Regions from separate parts of the Mus musculus genome. Here region 2 is linked to region 1. The links are chromatin contacts, called in public Hi-C maps. All regions are on one chromosome and are shown on one strand. Each heading gives the region's core, a stretch centred on a gene start, on an enhancer-like site or on the middle of the called end of the contact. The rest is flanking DNA. Distances are from core to core; before and after follow the strand shown.

The links. A called contact is a pair of places that touch in the nucleus more often than the background predicts.
Region 2: a contact with region 1 is called in a Hi-C map of uterus, with 3 times the contacts expected there. The contact joins the promoter of Clvs2 here to the enhancer-like site in region 1. A contact is called at or near these places in 5 of 39 promoter capture datasets (the 3T3-L1 cell line, 3T3-L1-derived adipocytes, hippocampal neurons and 2 more), 6 of 484 Hi-C or Micro-C datasets (cerebral cortex, nephron progenitors and uterus), 1 of 115 datasets of contacts at active chromatin or transcription factors (neural progenitor cells) and 3 of 9 other capture datasets (adipose tissue, liver and pancreatic islet).

What each region holds. Positions count from the first base shown.
Region 1 is chr10:33,555,180-33,562,721 of GRCm38.p6, forward strand. The region is part of intron 3 of Clvs2 (clavesin 2); the gene reads right to left. Among named protein-coding and RNA genes, the nearest start is that of Gm15939, 65 kb to the right of the region's middle. Within about 2 kb of position 3,137, at least 44 of the 459 cell types and tissues checked have an H3K27ac peak or open chromatin away from gene starts, as enhancers often do. A contact at or near this core is called in hippocampal neurons and uterus, where this site is marked.
Region 2 is chr10:33,621,861-33,629,402 of GRCm38.p6, forward strand. Clvs2 (clavesin 2) reads right to left here and starts at 2,824. Exons shown (of 6, transcript NM_175448.4): 1 at 2,276-2,824; 2 at 684-1,198. The coding sequence starts at 1,072. It overlaps Gm15939 (predicted gene 15939), which reads left to right and starts at 2,386. Exons shown (of 5, transcript NR_152723.1): 1 at 2,386-3,046.

The DNA of each region.
Region 1 (7,542 bases), core at 1,887-4,386:
ATTGTTTTGAATAGCTGAGTAGTATTCCATTGTGTAAATGTACCACATTTTCTGCATCCATTCCTGTGTTTAGGGACATATGGGTTCTTTCCAGCTTCTGGCTATTATAAATAAGGCTGCTATGAACATAGAGGAGCATGTGTCCTTATTACATGTTGAAGAATTTTCTGGGTGTATGCCCAGGAATAGTATTGCTGGATCTTCCCATAGAACTATGTCCAATTTTCTGAGGAACCACCAAACTGATTTCCAGAGTGGTTGTACCAGCTTGCAATCCCACCAACAATGGAGGAGTGTTCCTCTATCTCCACATCTTCGCCAGCATCTGCTGTCACCTGAGTTTTTATCTTAGCCATTCTGACTGGAGTGAGGTGGAATCTCAGGGTTCTTTGGATTTGCATTTCCCTAATGATTAAGGATGTTGAACATTTTTTAAGTGCTTCTCTGCCATTCAGTATTCCTCAGTTGAGAATTCTTTGTTTACCTCTGTACCCCATTTTTAATAGGGTTATTTGGTTTTCTGGAGTCCAACTTTTTGAGTTCTTTTTATATATTGGATATTAGCCCCCTAACAGTTTTAGGATTGGTAAAGATCTTTTCCCAATCTGTTGGTTGCCTTTTGATGTTATTGACAGTATCCTTTGACTTACAGAAGCTTTTCAATTTTATGAGGCCCCATTTGTTGATTCTTGAGTGGAGCAGAGACTGAAGGAGCAACCATCCAGAGACTGCACCACTTGGGGACCCATCCCATAAACAACCACCAAACCCAGACACTGTGGCAAATGCCAAGAGCCTGCAGATAGGAGCCTGACATAGCTGTCTCCTGAGAGTTTCTGCCAGTGCCTGGAAAATACAGAAGTAGATGCTCACAGCAATCCATTGGACAGAGCACAAGGTCCTCAATGAAGGAGCTAAAGAAAGTACTCAAGGAGCTGAAGAAGTCTGAAGCCCCATAGGAGGAACATAAATATGAACTAATCAGTACCCCCAGAGCTTCTTGAATCTAAACCACCAATCAAAGAAAACACATGGTGGAACTTGTAGCTCTAGCTATATATGTAGCAGAGGATGGCCTAGTCAGTCATCAGTGTGAGGAGAGGCCCTAGGTCTTGTGAAGGTTCTATGCCCCAGTGTAGGGGAATGCCAGGACTGGGAATGTGAGTGGGTGGGTTGGGGAGCAGGGAGAGGGGGGAGGGGTAGGGGATTTTCAGAGGGGAAACTAGGAAAGATATATATATATATATATATATATATATATATGTGTGTGTATATATATATATATGTATATATATGAATGATACAATTTAGTGAGTTGATATATATATAAAATGTAAAATAATAATACAATTTGAAATGTAAATAAAGAAAATATCTAATATATATTTATATATTTTATATGTTATATATAAAAATATATTTATACATACATATAAATATTGGAAGCAGAGGAGCAGCAGACTGACTGAGCAAGGATTTTTAGATTTAAAGCAAGAGTTAAGTGATAAACAATCCAAAGTGAGAGTTACAGAGAACAACCAGACAACTTAGAAAAAAAAATTCTGGGAAGGCAAAAACAAGAATTTTTTAAGAAAAATCAGAATAAAAATAGCTATTATAAAAAGTGACTATAAAATATGGGTGATGGATCATAGTTGTCTTCCTCAGGTCTTTATTGATTTTTAAGTTCATACCTGAGAGGAAGAAATTAAAAGACTAAGGATTTATTTCTGCTTATTTTTCAGAGAGTTCAATGCATGATTGCCATGTACTTATACAGAGCATCATGGCAATGGAACACAGGTCATGAGACTGCTGTCCACATTGTTTGGGTATAAAACAGAGAATACATCAGAAACATCATGGGATAGTGTATCCCCAAAAGCACATCTCCACTCACTTCCTGATTTCACAGCTTTACAAAGCAGGGCTACTATGTGGCCAAGCAGGCAAATTGTAAGGTTATGGGAAAGCATTATTCATTCGATCCATAGTGCTGCATAATTCCGCTTAGTTAAATGCCCTTTTAGGCATATATATATATATATATATATATATATATATATATGTGTGTGTGTATATATATATATATATATATACCTTACTTAATACTATAGTACTAAGTCAAGTATGAGAGGAAGAAAAATAAGGTCAAGTACCTTTCTTAGGGAGGCCAGTGTGATTCGTTACATATGCCCTATAGGAATACATTCAGTGCATTATTAGATTCTTTAGAGGCAAAACTTGAAGCTTTACCCCTTACAATCTTCTGAAAGGAAAGAACATATAAAGGATCATACTTTTTTTCTCTTTAGCTTTATCGAACACGTAAACTGATAATTAGAATTGTATCTATATATATGACACAGTTTAGTGATTTGATATATATATATAACGTGAGAAAATAATAAATCTAATTAACATATCATCATCTCCCATAGTGTTTGTGTGTGTGTGTGTATGTGCATGTGTGTGTGTATGTGCATGTGTGTGTGTGTATGCATGTGTGTGTCTGTGTGTGAAGAGCACTTAAGTCTCCTCCCCTAGGAAATTTTAAGCATACTTAAAGTACTATGGCATTATTTACTTTGGTCACCCTATATGATTGATCCCTAGAGCAGACTCATCTTGCATAAGTGAATCATTTTGCATTTTAACTAACCTCCCCACATTTCTACCTCGTTTAGGAGAGATGAGAGCTTGATTCCAGATTAGCATTTTCTTATGGGACCAGTTACCCTCACAAAGGACATTCACAGAATAGCAACATACCTTTCTTCCAGTCTATGAACAACTCAATGACAACTCAGTGACAAATCAATTGTGATTGTTCTTGCAAAATTGTTTGATCTCCATCCTAAAGCTAGCTGATAGTTTTTCAGACCCTGGGACTTACTTTATTTAGTTTGGGCCTCAGATGTTGCCACAGAAGAAACAAGTGCTTTCATACGAATCTGCTCAGAGCTCATATCAGTCCAATAAGAGCTAGACTTCAGGACTGATTTACAGTTGTGGAGAATGGCAAAGAGAAACAGATCTGGAGAAAATGTAGCCAAAGGTCAAGCTGACCTTTATGCTTCACCGAGCAAGCAATCACATAGGAGTCTGAACAACATAATGTTAGCAGAAAGCATTACTCTAGAATGACTCATTCGTGCCTCACACTGCCAAAGCATTGAGAACATTAAACAGAACATTAGAAAATGTTCTTGGGAAACTGGGATTTCACTGAAGATTAAACATTACTCAGTGAATTCAAGAACCCAATCTCTTATAATAGCTGCAAAGGGCCAGAGATAAAAATCTAAGATCAGGCACAGACAGTGCTGAACAAGAAAAAAACCTAAATTTACAAACTTTATTAACAGCCCCCTTAAAAGTCTATATAAATGAAGAGGGGAAAGTGATACTAAGGGGAGACAGTGAGCATGGCAAGACAACACATGTGTTAGTGATAAACTTTGCATCCTTTCTCAAGAGCATTGGCAGAGCTTTCATGGTTGATCTCTTTGGTCTCCTAAAATCATTCAGAGGTAACAAGCACTAAACTAAAAAAAGGCAGTGTTTCTTCAGAGTTAACATCCATTCTCCATGTAGATTAGTGGTTTTCAACATTCTTAATGCTGTAACCCTTTAACATAGTTCCTCATATTGTGGAGACTCCAAATCATAAAATTATTTTTTTGCTACTTCATATCTGTAATTTTACTACTGTTATGAATCACAATGTAAATATCTAATTTGCAGAATATTTAAATGCAACTCCCATGAAGGCATCGTTCAGCTCCAAAAGAGGTCGAGATCCACAGATTGAATAGATACTTCAAGAGATCTGGTTGCAATGCACTTTAGACAAAATCTATTTCACCAACTGTGTTTTGATTCACAACCTTCTTGGTACCTATATTTGCCAACATCAAGCTATATTTGGAAAATATATGGTTTGTGATCTGCTTAAAATGAAAGTGCCAGCATACTGCAACTGCTAGATATATTTCTCATTAAATCATCTTGTCTAAAGTGAGGCTATGCCAGTGCCTGACAAATACAGAAATGGATACTCACATATGATGGAACACCGGGTCCCCAATGGAGGAACTAGAGAAAGTACCCAAGGAGCAGAAGGGGTCTGCAACCCTCTAGGTGGAACAGCAATATGAACTAACCACTACACCCAGAGCTCATGTCTCTAGCTGCATATGTAGCAGAAGATGGCCTAGTCTGCTATCATTGGAAAGAGAGTCCCCTTGGTCTTGTAAACTTTATATGTCCCAGTACAGGGGAATGTCAGGGCCAAGAAGTGGGAATGGGTGGGTAGGGGAGCAGGGTGGGGAGAGGGTATAGGGAACTTTTGGGATAGCATTTGAAATGTAAATAAGGAAAATATCTAAGGAGCTCAAGAAGCTGGACTCCAGAAATTCAAATAACCCATTAAAAATGGGGTTCTGAGCTAAACAAAGAATTCTCAACTGAGGAATACCGAATGGCTGAGAAGCACCTGAAAAAATGTTCAACATCCTTAATCATCAGGGAAATGCAAATCAAAACAACCCTGAGATTCTACCTCATACCAGTCAGAATGGCTAAGATCAAAAATTCAGGTGACAGCAAATGCTGGGGAGGATGTGGAGAAAGAGGAACACTCCTCGACTGCTGGTGGGATTGCAAGTTTGTACAACCACTCTGGAAGTCAGTCTGGAGGTTCCTCAGAAAATTGGACATAATACTACCGGAAGATCCAGCAATACCTCTCCTGGGAATATACCCTGAAGAAGTTCCAACTAGTAATAAGAACACCTGCTCCACTATGTTCATAGAAGCCTTATTTATAATAGCCAGAAGCTGGAAAAAAACCCAGATGTCCCTCAACAGAAGAATGGATACAGAAAATGTGGTACATTTACACAATGGAGTACTACTTAGCAATTAAAAACAATGGATTTATGAAATTCTTGGATGAATGGATGTATCTGGAGAATATGATCCTTAGTGAGGTAACCCAATCACAAAAGAAGTCATTAGATATGCACTCACTGATAAGTGGATATTAGCCCAGAAACATAGAACAACCAAGATACAATTTGCAAAACACAAGAAAATCAAGAAGAGGGAAGACCAATGGGTGGATACTTCATTCCTCCTTAGAATAGGGAACAAAATACCCACAAAAGAAGTTACAGAGACAAAGTTTAGAGCTAAGATGAAAGGATGGACCAACCAGAGACTACTCCACCCAGGGATCCATCCCATAATCAGCCACCAAACCCAGACACTATTGCACAATGCCAGAAAGATTTTGCTGAAGGGACCCTGTTATAGCTGTCTCATATGAGGCTATACCAGTGCCTGGCAAATACAGAAGTGGATGCTCACAGTCATCTATAAGATGGAACACAGGGCCCCCAATGGAGAAGCTAGAGAAAGCACCCAAGGAGCTGAAGGGGTCTGCAACTCTCTAGGTGGAACAACAATATGAATTAACCAGTACCCCCCAGAGATCGTGTCTCTAGGTGCATATGTAGCAGAAGATGGCCTAGTCACCCATTACTGGGAAGAGAGGCCCCTTGGTATTGCAAGCTTTATATGTCCCAATACAGGGGAATGCCAGGGCCAAGAAGCGGGAGTGGATGGGTAGGAAAACAGGGCGGAGGGAGGATATAGGGAACTTTCGGGATTCAGGGCTGACCACTTGGCACTGAACAACCAACAAATGCTAAGATATAACTGAAATAGACTGCTTTCTAATAGCTAGAATTCATCACAAATATAATTATGTCTTTTCTTGCTCTTCAATACATACTGCCTTAATAGTACATTGCCTTTCTTTTTTATCTTTTTAAAAATCCTCTTTTTGTGTTTGCTTATGTTCTTTTCCTAACAAAAATCTAATTGCCTTTCTCTATCAGCACCATTGGTAAATTACTAGCATTTTTACTAACCATTTTACAACTTAACATAATAGCTGAAAATTTTATCATATTTTTCTAATGATGGATATTTGGTATACTGAAAACATATTCTTTTTCTTCCTCAGTATCTTGTTTTGGGTACTAGACCATAAACAGTATACATTACTTGGCTTAAACACCACTCAGTTCTCATGGTATGAGGACTTAGAAGTTCAAGGCTAAAGTACTAGTATGGCTGGCATTTCTTGAAGGCTGGCTTCAATATCCCCCCCCCACATATGTAAGCTGACAAAGACAGTAGACAAACTCTGAGTATATGTATGAGGAGCATAATCCAACATGTTAACTTCAAAAGGATATAAGCATTCAACTCATTTCCTTTGAAGATAAACAAAATATGAATTTTGCTGACAATATAAGAAAGCTGCACTCTTTAAAAAATCAATTTCATAAGACAAAAGGGATTTCGAGAAAAGGCAAATTATATAAATGAAATATATTGGGGAGGGTGCTGATCAGTTTTTATCACTGTGGCAAATACAAGAGAGAGCCAACTTATGAGAGGAATTATTTGGTTTCAGAGATTTTAATTCATATTGTCAAGGGTAATAAGGCAGAGCAGAGCATCTCAGGTCATGGAGACACGGAAGCACACAGGTAACACACACACACACACACACACACACACACACACTAGCTACAGGCTTTCTTTCACTCTGGAGTCTATCCATGTCCTCAGCCTCTAGAATCCAGCCATTCACATTCAGGACATTCTCTTCAGAAGTTAGTTCCTTCTGTAACTGCCCTCATGATGCACCCTCAGGTATGTTTTAATAACCTCAGATGTGTTTCCAAATCCACTCAATACTGTGTTCAAGATTAGCTATCCCAGCCCATTGTCAACTGGACATACAAACACATTTTTAAAACAGTGTTTAAATTGCTTCAGATTTTCAAGAGAACAGACCTACCATGTATTTTAATTTTTTTCTAGTGTACAGAACAGTGTATTAAGAATACAATATCAATCCAATGGTCAACAGTGGCTATACAACCAAGGTTCTCATGCATACCTCAGTTGAATTCGAAAAGATCCTTGTTGCCAAACTCTTAGAGAGTTTGCTCTTTGGGTTGTGCTCTAGGTACATAGAGTAGCTGAATCTTAAGACTATGAAGAGATAATCTGACATAGAGTGTTCCATGTGATTTCTAAGATTCCCAACTTCTTTTTTACAGTATTGTCCTTTATACAGACTAACACCCATGCATCTATGGTGCAGACCTACTAAAACTGATTTAGATCTATTTTCTCTGGTAGAAAATTCCATATATAATCCTAAAATTTCAATAAATAGCATTCATGGGCTGGGGAAATAGCTCTTGCCACAAAAGCTTGAGGACTGAAACCTCCAGAGACATGTAAAGTTCAACACATTAGCACATATGTGTAATCCTATGCAAAGGTGGGAAGAATAAACCCTAACATCTTAGGGTGCAGATAAGGAGGATACACAGCAGGAAGCCTGTCTTAAACTTAAAGAATGGTAAGAGTGAACAATTAACATTACCCTCTGAATTTTACAGTTGAGCTGGACCCCAATGTGCTTGCCCTTACAGGAATGTGCACATATAT
Region 2 (7,542 bases), core at 1,574-4,073, 66 kb after region 1:
ACACTAGTCAACCTTTATTTTGAGTGCCGTTAAGTGTGCTCAGAGATAGAGGGTACAACTCTTCCTTCTCATTGAAGTGACACATATTGTATTGTGCTTTCATGTACACATCACCGAGTAGAAAAGTTCCCAGGCAATAAAACTGCTCTTGGTTAAGCATGAGGCTGTTTGAGGGAGATAAACTATCAGTACTGGGGAGAGAGAAATGTGGTGATGGCGATTATGACCATGAAGCTAATGAATTACCACAGACTAAGGATTTCTTGAGGAAGAAGAAAGGAAACTATTCTCTCCTCCTTTCACCACATGAATAAACATCAGGATTTAAAAGCCAATATTTTTAGAGGCTTTGTTTAGTAGTTGTGTGGTTTCATTCTCAGCTTAATCATATGGCTTGGGAGCACATAAGGCTGCAGGAGAAACTGTGTTAGGGAAGGAAGAGTTTTAAAAGAAAAAAATGCAAGCCCTTCCCAAGGGAGCCTACTCAAAGCTCACTATGAGTTGCATTTTCCCTCTGCCCCCTTCCCTGCTCCCAGCAAGTAAACAAAAGTATTGAAATTACAACACTACGAAACTCCTAAGAGTAAATCATAATAAATAAATAAATAAACAAACAAACAAACAAACAAACAAACCCAGAAGTGTCAAAAGATCATAAGTAAACTTTGGGATTCAGGATTTACCTGCTCTGATCCCAGTTGGCAGCAAAAAGGACTAAAATCTTCCTCCCATAATGGTCCAGATTGGCCAGGCCCCCAGGAAAGCCATCCTTCAGTGCCTGCTTGATGCCAGGGTCAGTGGCCTTGAAGCTTTTGAACATATCCAGGTTCTGCTGCCGGTACTCAAAGTACTGGGCCAAGAGGCGAAAAGCTTCGAAGTGATGAAATTTCCTGGCCCTCAAGAAGCGTAAGATGAAAGCGTCATCTGTGCGCAGAAAGCCAATGTCCGGCCTAGTGATGACCATGTCCCTTACTTCTTGGATGTCCTGGTGCAGAGTGTCTGGGTTCTCATTGAGTTCCAGGCGAGCTTTTTCCAAAGTCTCAGGAGAGAGGCCAGCTTGCAAATGAGTCATTGTCCCCTTGTATCCAAGCTGTCTACTCTGATTCTCTCTTTGTGTGTCCAACAATATACCTGGTACTTGTCACCTCCACACCACACTCTGGCCTCCGGTTCTCCTCACTGCTGTCTGCTTCCTTTCCTGTACAAGAAATGGTTCCTCTTCTGTTTTAAGCCAAGTACCCTGTTGCTCCTGTTTTTCCCCATAGCTTTTCTGGAGAGTATTTAAATGTCTTCCCCTAATGCCCCTTAAAAAACAATGCTTCCCATTTGAAATGAGCCTTTGGACAGGCCCTGGTCCTTTACCACTCTGAATTAAAAGAGGAAGAAAGAAAGAAAGAGAGAGAGAGAGAGAGAGAGAGAGAGAGAGAGAGAGAGAGAGAGAAGGAAAGAAGGAAGGAAGGAAGGAAGGAAGGAAGGAAGGAAGGAAGGAAGGAAGGGGAAAGGAAAAGGAAGGAGAGGAGAGGAGAGGGGAGGAGAGGGGAGGGGAGGGGAGGGGAGGGGAGGGGAGGGGAGGGGAGAGGAGATGGAGAGGAGAGAAGAGGAAAGAAACACTAGTTCCAACTAGCATTAGTCTTGGTTCTGTCTTCTCTTGCCTTGCAAGATGTAAAGAAAACAACCCCCATGGACATCTCAGCCCCAGCACTGTAAATCTGCTGCGGTCCCTGATAAAGGATGTGCCTGCCACAGATAAAGATGAGAATTCTGATTAATAATAAGGTGGCTGGCTCTTCAGCTGTGAGATCCAAGGCGGGGAGGGAGCGTCTTTGGCAGAAAGAGAGAGAAAGAGGAAGGGAAAGAAGCTCATTTCTCTCTGCTTATTCAAAGGTGCTATTTTTATAGGATGTCGTTGTGTGGTTTTTACTTTAGGTTATTACGATCCAATTAGGGGAGACTGCAAATCAAATCGTGCACCTCTTCCACACACAGTAATTTCATAAGGCTCCAGCTGGGTATTGGGTACCTTTGACAGAGGCGTGGGCTCACCCTCCCCACCCAGCCCCCAACTTCTGCCTAGTCTCTCCCTTTATTTCAGGGGACTTGCCAAGGAAGTGGAGGATAATGATAAGGACAGGAGGAAACCTTTTTGGGAGCAAAGATGTAAAAACCAGGGTGGGTGCAGGGAGTTGTGGAACATGAAATAAAAATGTCTCTATTTTCCCTATACCCCCCACCCCCACCCCAAAGCCAGAAAGAAGAAAGAGCAGTCAGTTCCTACCAGCAAACCGCGAGGCAGAGTCACTAAGCAATGCGGCACTCCCCAGCATCCATCAGCCCTGGCGGAGGTGGTGGCGGGGGTGGGGGCAGCAGCAGCATCTACTCCTCTCAGAGGGATGGAGCAGTGGAGAGAGATGGTGGCTGAGACCCGCCTGAGGATTCACCAGGGAGCAGCCTCGACGACCTCATCCAAGGACAGCCAGCCTGTCAGCAGGAAGGGTGGGGACCCGCAGAGCTAGGACCTCGCTGCCCGGCCAGCCTTTTTTGCCTTCGAGAGAGGAAGAGAAGGGATGGGAACGCCGGGACGGTGCAAGTCCACTAGGGCTGCGGCCGCCTTTACCTTTGTACGCCTAAGCGGTAGCACGGCGCGGCCCGCAGGGGCTGTTCCACTGCCCCCAGAGCCACTGGGTCCCGCGCGCCCCTGGGGCTTCCGCAGCCACTCCTGAGCCCGCTGCTGCTAAAAGAGGATCCGGCTCATCCCAACTCTTGATTATCCCAGAAGAGAGCTCCTAGCGTTGTAAGCGCTCACACATGCTCTCCGCTCCTCTCTCTGCCTCTGCCTCGTAGGGGTAGGAACGAATTTTGGGACACATTCAAATATCCCAAGCCCCAAGTTCAGCCTGCTCTGGTCTCCAGGTCCCAGCCAGGTCCAGCTATAACTGATCTAGTGGAACAGCTATGGCCTCACAGCATCCCCATGCTCCTCCTCGCTTTGTGTGCAAGACCCGGGAGTGCGGGGTAGAGTAGCCCTTGATTTTGCAACTTAATTAAGGTTGAGAAACCTTTTCTGGTTCTTGTGGGTAATTTTGATTGAGTAGGAGTAGAGAAACGTATTGTATTTTCTGCTTTTGTTGTACTCAGAGATATTTAATTTTAAGAAATAGTAAACTATTCCTATTAAATTCCCTTTGAAGAGGATGAAAACAACATCCAGGCAAAAATCAACAATATCAACAAGAATAACAACATTGTCATAGGACAGGGGGTTGGGTGGGAGCAGGGAAAGAGGACACTTGACTCCTAATAAACTGTATTTCCAGTTACTTCTAGAGATATGCTCTTTCCTTGTAATGCATCTTTATACTGGGATTATAATAAACAAAAAGAACCCTTGGGCCTGTGATGCCTGGAAATCTATTTTTAAAAAAAATGTTTTTAATTTTCAAAGCACAGTGCGCATTACTCAAACTGTAAGAAAGGGTCCTGAGTTTAAGTTACCCCAATGCAGCGACTCTTTACTGAACTCCAGTGTAGGTCAGTGTTATAGATAGACCTGGAGCTAATTATATTTGATGTTAATTCTGTTCTCCTGTGAGTGGTTGTGAACAAGGAATGAGTCAGCACTCAGGTGATTTCCTGTAAACCTGCTTCCCACTTTAATTTGTAAAACAAAGGAGAGCTGATGATTGGGTAGATGTAAGGCAAGGGGTAGCAGAAGGTGAAGAGAGGGAGAAGAAGGAGAAAATGGAAGAGGGAGAGGACACAAAGGAGGAGGAAGAAGAAGAAAAGCAGAACAGAAGCACCTGGCCTGGAGAAACCACAAGTTCTAACGGGTCTCATAGATGGGGAAGATGGTAGTGTAGCAGAAGATCTGCCCAATCTAGGGGCACAGCATGTGTTCATAATAATTGAGTCATATTTGGGTTGGAGATTTACAGGTCAGTGTTCTACATTCTGTGAACAGGAGGTGCCCCTGAAGTTGCCGACTTTAAAGACTGTTAGACTTTCAAATTGTACAACATTAGTTTTGTTTTCTTGAGTATGGTACTGATAAAAAATAAAATAAAATAAAGGAGTGTGATATGGCGTACTACATCATTTGTCAAATAAATTATTGTGAAATAATTTAAGAACCAGAAAAGGGGAATAAGTCATACACATATTGGTTAAAGTTTAAATGCAAGCGCTGAAAATTATTCATATAAATAGGTATGTGTGTGCTTATGAATATATCTGGTGTGTGTATGTGTCTGTGGTATATATTTTACATATACACTTTACATCTCTTGGGAACTATGGGGAACTGATTCCTAGGTCTTGTGGATAACAAACTCTCACAGGTTTACACATATAGAATGCTACAGAATTTGTATATATTCTACACACATCTTCCATGTGCTTAAAACATCTCTATATTACTTGTGATAATTAACTCAATGCAAATACTGTGTAAAATTTGTCATTTTGATTCTTTAGGGGATAATGATGAAGAGATGGAAATTGTTTGTGCAAGTATTTTAGTTCTCAGTTTGTTGAATTCACAAATATAGAACCCATAAATATGAATCTTTATTCTATATAAATTGGCTTTAGCCAATATCTAAAAGTTAGAAGAAATTCCTTTCTCATATCAACTTTTAAACAAGTTTTAACTATCATCAACACTGAAAGCAAATTTTCTACAATTATTTTGTGTTTCTACATGTCTTACAAAAAAGATAATAGATACCTATTATCCAGACTAACTTTTATTTCCTGACTAACAGTAATCTTGGAGGGGCTTTGTAAGATAGAGATAATGCTGCCTCCATCTGAAATCAAGATAAGTCGTTATTTAGGCATGGAGCTAAAATCTCCTCATTGAGCCAAAGGCAAACACCAGGATATGGAAGTTTACTACTCCAAAAGTACCCTGTATATGTACAAATATCACCTGACTTTCTTTTCTTAACTCCATAGGAAAAAAGCTAAGAGCCCAGTGCTTGACATGGATATTCATGCTTCATAATGGCTTGGTAAACATGAATGTTTGATTATATTTACTACCAGGATTTCTGAAATTACATTAATTTGTTTCCTTAAAACAAATAAACACAGATTTCTCAATGTATTTTAAAAACAACTGTTTAATATCACTCTCTAAAGTGTAACTGTTTGAGATATAGATAGATAGATAGATAGATAGATAGATAGATAGATAGATATAGAGATAGATAAAGAGAGACAGATAAACAGAAACACAGAGGGACAAATAGATTTTGTTGCTATTATTATTGCGTTAAATGCTGGTGTTAGAACTAAAACCCTTGAACATACTAAGGAAGTACTCTACCTAACAATGAAACATATCCCCAGGCCCTCTTCAGAATATATTTTACTATATTTTTATTATTTAAAAAATTTTAAATTTAAATATATTTTGGTAATACTCTTTCCATTCTCCAAGCCTTTCCAGATCCTCCCCACCACCCAACATTAAGTTTTTTTCTCAAAAAACAAAAACCCAATACAACAACCCCCGCCAAAGCAAGAAAACAAAATAAAACTAAAAAGGAAAAAAACAAAACAAAAATACTAAATTGTAATCAAATAAAAGCATGCACAGAAAGCTATGGAGTTAGTTATATGTTGGTCAAATATGCCTGATCAAGAGGCCTGTCCAGGAGAGTGGTTAATATACTCAGTGTCATTCTGTTAGAGAAAACAGATTTCCCATCTCCTAGCAGGTTTAGGTGACAGCTCAGTTGTTAATCTGTATTCAGTATCTAACTTTTTCATTCATTCATCAATATTTTTTGAAAATATATCAAGATAAAACCCATTAAGAAAAGATAAAAGTTGTCACATTGAAGCTGGACAAGACAAAACAAAACAACAAAAAAAGGAGGTTAGAAGAAGGCACAAAAATCAAAAATATACTTGTTCCCACATTCAGAGACCCCATAAAAACACTAAACTGGAAACCATAATATATATGCAGAAAATCTGGTGCAGACCCTGTGCATTCAGCAATGGGGTCTTTCAGTTTGTGGGGAGCAACCTATATAGTCTTTGCAACAGCCTGGTTTTTGTGGGGATTCCCATAGAACCTCTTCAGCCAACAACTTAAATACATATAACCCCCACTCCATCCATCCATCCATCCATCCATCCATCCATCCATCCATCCATCCATCCATCTATAATGATCTATGCTATTTCCCTTACGTAACAATGTCTATCTTCCCCTCTAGTTCCTTATTCTATATCTACCTTCTGTGGTTCTATAGATTGTAGGTTGGTTATCACTGACTTCACAGCTAATATCCACAAATTTCTGAGTCTGGGATGCCTCATTTCTACTTCCATCTGTTTGCCTGCAAATTTCATGATGTCATTTTTAATAGCTGAGTAATACATTGTATAAAGTTACCACATTTTCTTTATTCATTCTTCTGTTGAGAGATATCTAAGTTGTTTCCAATTTCTGGCTATAATGAATAGAGAAGCAATAAATATGGTTTAGTATGTGTCTCTCTGGTAGGATAAAGTGTCCTTTGGAACAATGCCCAGGAATGGTATAAATGGATTTTGAGGGAGATAATCCCACCTTCCTGAGAAGTGCCACCCTAATTTCTGGAACTACTGTAGAAGTGTGCACTCCCACCGCAATGTATGAGTGTTCCTGTTACTAAGTGTCTTCACCAGGTTGAGTTGCTACTGTCTTGTTGATCTTACCCATTCTGACAAGTGTAAAATATAATCTCCAAGGAGTTTTGAATTGCATTTTCCACTCCTTATCTTGACTCTTCTCTCTCTGATAATAAGGATGATTTTTATTATCTAAACTTTTTAATGTTGTTTCAATTTCTTCTTATTAAGAACCCTCTATATCCTCTATTTAAAAAAAAAAGTCTCCAGTGTTTTTTCCTCATTCTCCAATACACCTTTCTACAAGTCTCATCCTTCCCATCTTACATTTGGAGTTCCACTCCAGTTGGAGAAATGTATATGAAATATGTGAGGAAGACCTCAAGGGGATTTTTTTTTCTTCAGAGTACCCAGTTAATTTCACATCATGTATAGATACTATGTATTGAGACTACAATCTTTCCCTGCCCTATGAGAGATATAGGACACCCACTTTCACAAAATAACTGTGTGTGTGTGTGTGTGTGTGTGTGTGTGTGTGTGTGTGTATACACACCTTAACTCAACAAAAATTTTCAATGTCCCAGGCATTTGCATACTGAAGACTCCTTGATGGTTCAGATAGTGGGGACCCAGCAGAATCATCAAAGATATCAGGGAACTGAATTGAAAAGTTTATAAGATATGGGAACTTGCAGAGTTTTTGGAGTCAGTCCTTTGATTGGAAATTATTGTCCTGCTTACTTGATCCTTATTCTTCTGATTGTTCCTCCCCAAATCTCTGACTTTGAGCTTAGAATTCTTGTTTGTTTTAATTTTTATGTGAAAAATTCCTTTCTATAAATTCCCCAGTACAGCTCTAAGGGTCAAAAATTACTTGTGTTACTAAATCATTGTTGTACATTTTACATTACAAAA